Regions from separate parts of the Triticum aestivum genome. Here region 1 is linked to region 2. The links are chromatin contacts, called in public Hi-C maps. All regions are on one chromosome and are shown on one strand. Each heading gives the region's core, a stretch centred on a gene start, on an enhancer-like site or on the middle of the called end of the contact. The rest is flanking DNA. Distances are from core to core; before and after follow the strand shown. Region 1 has its middle 260 kb from the start of LOC123044521. Region 2 holds the start of LOC123044521 (NAC transcription factor NAM-B2).

Region 1 (2,700 bases), core at 100-2,599, 260 kb before region 2:
TCTGGTGGGCCGGCCCAGGTACAGGCAACTAGCGCCCACTGTCACCGTGTATTACATAAAATTTCATTGTATTAAGAAAAATGTTCATTGTATATTATGAAAATTGTTCACCTTTGCATATAAAAATGTTCGTCGTGTATCATAAAAATGTTCATCGTATATTATGAAAATTTTCAACGTTTTTACTAAATGTTGAATGCATATTCAAAAATTGTTCGACACATATAATCATATTGTTTCAAAAATGTTCATCTTGTATTATTTAAAATGTTCGATGGATATAAAAAATGTTCAGGATATATATATATATATATATATATATATATATATATATTGATTTTTTCTATTTTGGTTTTGGTTATTCAATGAGTATACAATTGTTCACTATGTTTCTTAATTTTGTTCAGTATATATTACACAATGTTCAATGTGTATTCGCAAATTGTTCAACGTATTTTCACAAAATGTTCAGTACGTGTCCGACAATTCGATGTATGGTGAACAATATTCAAATACACATTGAACATTTTTTTAAATACGATGTACTCCTTTTGAATGCACGCTGAACAAAATTTCTATACACGATGAACATTTTTTATACACACCGAACATTTTTCAAAGTTCATCAAATTTGACAATAGTTCATCAATTTTGAAAAATGTTCATCAATTTTGAAAGAAAGTTCATCAATATGAAATAAAGTTACAAAATTGAAAAAAAAAATCCCGCGCTTAGCAGAAAAGAAGAAAGAAAGAAAAAGAAAAGAAAAACAGAAAAAAAAAACTCTTTCCACGAAAACAGGAAATAGAAAAAGGTTAAAAGCCTGTCAGTTAACACGAATTGGTAGGTTAGCCGAGTGGTTTGGCAAGCGCGCCTGTAGTCGTGAGATCCCTGGTTTGAAACATGGTTCTCGCCATAAAGTTTTTTGCGTTTTCAAAATCAGAAAAAAGAAGTGGGCCGGCCCAGTGCGGCGCGAGGGTGTGCGCCCGATTGCATTTATGCCTAAAACGGGCGCTTAAGGCGCCGTTTAGGATTTGCCCTCTTTATGGCATATGATTTGTCTTACATAATTACTTGGCCCATCGTTTCTTCAGATGTAACGCAAGGTCGAATTTTTAAATCGAAATAGGCCCAAAGTGGGTACACTGAATTTCTCTTTGGCGTACAAAAAAAAAACACAAAGCTAACCGCCTAACCGACACGTATCACGTGTCAACGGCGAATCACAACGCTTCTAACCCGTCATTGTCAACCAACACACGATAGATCGATAACTACCATCCACCAGACTGTACGATCCTGACAGCGGTACGGTCACATCCGTCCGCACCGCACCCCACCCCATTCCGCTCTGGCCGCAGTACGGTCACATCCATTCCCCGGCGCGGCCCGTTCCACCATAAACGGCGTGCGACCCGGCCCGGCCTTCCCGTCATCGCCAATCTTGTTCTAGGTGGTTAAAGCGGGCCGTGCCCTTCTTCCCGATTCGCTCTTTGTCGTTTTTGTGCTGTGAGGCACGGGCATGGGTTCGGAGCGGAAGGAGAGGGAGCGGTCACCGCGTCGATCGGCCAGCGACAGCTACGTGCCGGGGCCGGAGGCTGGCGACATGGCCATGGATGGCGACCGAGCCGTTACACTCCGCTTTCCAGCGGCCGGCGCTAGAGATGGCAAGCCCGGCCCCACCCCCGAACTCCGAGCTCCCTACACCCCCAGGTCCAGGTGGCCAGGCCCCAGGCCGTCCATGGGATGTGATCACGACCGGCTGCTTTGCTCTGCTCTGCCACCATCAGTTCTCCTGCATGCCTCCGAACAGTAGCCGCGCTCGCGCCGGCCGGACACAAGGCAGGATCAATCGGGATTGACAACTACCGGACCAACGATTGGTCAGTGTACGTGTAGATTCTTGATTAGCCCCCGCTTTTGCGTCTTCGACATGGCCGCGACGGTGCCTTCTCATCGCTTTGACTCCGCGAGCTCGATACAACATGCGGCAAATTTTCGTGTTTTGACCCTTTTCATGTCTAAAATCAGGATCTGACCCCGGTTTCAATTTTTTTGACATTTGACCCTTTTGGTTACCGCCGTCCTCCCTGACGGTAGATGTGTACATGCTACCGCCGTCCTTCCTGGCGGTAGGGTGCTTTGACGGCCGTCTGACTGTTAACGGGGTCTGACGTGGCAAAGGGACCTACCGCCGCACCCCTCGGCGGTAGGCTCCAACACCCTACCGTCGAGGTCTCTGGCGGTAGGGTCCTGGAGATAAGGTTCGGTGGGGTCCACTCACCACCCACCCATTCCACTCATCTTCTTCCTCCCTGAGCACACACTCTCTCCCGCTTTTCTCCCCCACCCAAGCACCCACTAGATCCACCTCCATTGCTTGAGATTTGTCCCGTGGATCAAGGTCATTTGCATCACCCAAGGTACCTCCCCCATCCCCTCTTCATTTGGTTGGTTCAAATCATCTAGTTTTGTTGAAATCAACTAGTTTTGTAACTCCCCTAGTTCTTCCTCTAGTTTAGCATTTATTGTGCATTTATGACACATTTATGAGGCATTTATGGAGTATTTATGGTTGATCTAAGTAATATGTGTCACTCTTTGTTGTGGCAAGCTAGCTTAAGAGTTAGGGTTAGGGGTTTAGTTAGGTTAGGGTTAGGGTTAGGGTTAGTGCTAAGATTAAGATATACTAGTTGTTAG
Region 2 (2,700 bases), core at 65-2,564:
CCCTGCACCGGTCATGCCCGCCGTGGCATAAAGCGGGTATGCGGTGACGGCGTCCTCCACGGAGTCCTCGCACTCCATGCTCCTCTGCTGATCCCCGGCGGCGGCCTTGTTGATCTTCTTGTATATGCGGCACAGCACCCAGTCGTCCAACTGATGAGACGACGACGTACACTAATTAAATTCATCAACCACAATACCCTAAGCTCGAGAGTAATTAAACACGATTGGTTACTGCTATGCTAGACCGCGCGATCGATCGACACGTACCCTGAGAGAGGCAGACCTGCTCCCGCCGGTGACAGGCGGCGGTCGGCTGGTGGTGGCGGAGCTAGACGCGTCGGTGAGGCGGTACTCGTGCATGATCCAGTTGGTTTTGAGGCCCTTGGGCGGCTTCCCGCGGTAGAACACGAGCGCCTTCTTGACGCCGACCTTCTCCCGGCCGCACCCGGAGGCCAGGATAGGTTTGTCCGTGCCGGTGGCCTTCCAGTACCCCGACGTAGCCGCCCTGTTGGGCCGCGCGCCGTTGGGGTACTTGCGGTCGCGCGGGCTGAAGAAGTACCACTCCTGCTCACCGAAGGTCGCCTTCTCTGATCGATCCCGAGCGAGCGCATGAACAAGCACGACAGGATCACATACATAAACCATCTACATACATGTGTACTGAAAGAATATAAAAATACTTCTTGCACGGTATAAGCATGATGGATGGGTTCGATTATTTAATTGCACTGGAAAATTACGGCGCTTGATAAGCACGACGAGGTGAGATACACATACCGGGCAGCTCCCATGGGTCGAACTTGTAGAGATCCACCTCGGTGATGATGGTGACGGGGAGCGGCACCTTGGCGGCCTTCTTCTTGAGGTAGTGCACGACCAGCTCCTCGTCCGTCGGGTGGAACCGGAAGCCCGGCGGGAGCTCCGGGGCCGAGCCCTGCTGCGGAGGCGGCGGCTGATGCCGCGGTGGTGCCGAGCCTGAAGATGAGTCCGAGCTGCCCATGGATCTCATCAGACCGTCCACTAGCTAGCTACCAACAAACACACCAGATGATCCCACCAGAGCATATATATGCACGCAGCAGCACAGCACCCCTGTGGACTGTGGTGCCTAACTCAACTGCCAAAGCTTCTAGCTGGTGAGTGTGAAGGAACGGACTGGGATTTGTTACGGCGACGGTTGGGAGGAGAGATGAGGAGAGGCGAGAAGGCAGGCGAGTGATCTGCGGTGGAAATTCTGGTGGTTTGGGGGCGGCTGTGCAACCGTGAAACCGTGGCGAGGAGAGCAGGGGAGATGCAGGCCATCGGCGGGGGCAGTGTGGGAGGTGCGGAAGGCATTGGCCCGAGAAATACGGCTCCGTTGTACCGAACCCGGGGCCAAGGGCCCGTCGCCGCTGGACACGTATGCCGGCCGCCGCTCGTACGCGTGTCAGATCGCCACCGGACGGCGCGCGCGCGACCACGGCCACCCGTTCCGCTGCTCTTACTTTTTTTTGTTGAAGAAAAAGGGGAGCTCCTATACGGCGCTGCAGGCGCCCGTTCACGCACTGGGCCGGCCCACGAAGACGTGCAGACCCGCGAACGGAAAAAGCTCGCAAAAAATAGGGGAAAAGGTTGCGTTGCACCGGTTTCGATCTCCCCACATCGTGCTAACGAACAGGTGCCACCATCCACCCGAACTACTTGTCTTTCGTGATTAGTAACAGAGGCAAATGCCTAATAACAAATACGCAGCGCTATATATATTGAACTGAACCATTCATCTACAGTACCACTTAATTCTTTTGAATTATTTGGGAAAAGAGAAAAAGTTCACAAAACTAAAAATAGTTCATTGATTTTTAAAGTAAGTTCATCGATTTTGCAATAAAGTTCATTAAATTTGGGAAAAGAGAAAAAGTTCAGTGATTTTCGAAAAAAATTCAGAAAACAAAAAAGTGCAGTGATTTTCGAAAAAAGTTTATCAAATTTCAAATAAAAGTTCATCAAACCAAAAAAAGTTCACTGATTTTAAAAAAAGTTCACTGAATTTGAAAAAAAGTTCAACGAATTTGAAAAAAAGTTCAACGAATTTTACAAAAGTTCAACGATTTTGGAAAAAGTTCATCTATTTTTATAAAAGTTCATTGAATTTGAAAAAGTTCATGAATTTGGAAAAAAACAGTTCATCGAATTTGAAAAAAAGTTCATCGAATTAAAAAAATGTTCATGTAATCTAAAAAAGTTCATCGATTGTTTAAACACGAAATCCTTTTGAAAGTCACGCATTAAAAAAAGGAAAAAAGGAAAAACAGAATAAAACCGTCCGTAAACTAAACCGCAAACCGGGGAAAACCATTTTGGGAAGGTTCTGGAAGCTTCCCAAAACCGGGCATTCGCGAACCAGAAGAAACAAATAAAAATGCGCGAGCGAATATATTGTGCACACTAGGAGGGCGATGGTGCGGTGGTTAGAGCTCAAAGATGGTAACGAGCCTGGCGTGGCTTCGATTCCCAGTTCTATCACCTTTCTATCACCTTTTTAATCTTTCTGCAAAACAAGAAAGAATTAAGATGGGCCGGCCCGGCTTGGGCTGCTGCAGGCGCCCGTTTGCAAATTGCACTGTAACGGGCGCCTGCAGCGTCAAATAGGAAATCCCAAGAAAAAGAGAGTATTCCGCTACTTCTACGCGGGCGCGCAGGAACTGGACCGGACCTGTGTGA

The links. Hi-C and Micro-C count contacts between places; a contact is called where the count stands out from the background.
Region 1: a Hi-C map of leaf shows a contact between it and region 2, with 4 times the contacts expected there. The contact joins the enhancer-like site here to the promoter of LOC123044521 in region 2. A contact is called at or near these places in 2 of 5 Hi-C or Micro-C datasets (both in leaf).

What each region holds. Positions count from the first base shown.
Region 1 is chr2B:231,392,905-231,395,604 of IWGSC CS RefSeq v2.1, reverse strand. No RefSeq gene overlaps it. Among protein-coding and RNA genes, the nearest start is that of LOC123044521, 260 kb to the right of the region's middle. Within about 2 kb of position 1,349, at least 2 of the 8 cell types and tissues checked have an H3K27ac peak or open chromatin away from gene starts, as enhancers often do. A contact at or near this core is called in leaf, where this site is marked.
Region 2 is chr2B:231,137,025-231,139,724 of IWGSC CS RefSeq v2.1, reverse strand. It overlaps LOC123044521 (NAC transcription factor NAM-B2), which reads right to left and starts at 1,314. Exons shown (of 3, transcript XM_044467273.1): 1 at 778-1,314; 2 at 268-587; 3 at 1-150. The coding sequence starts at 1,009.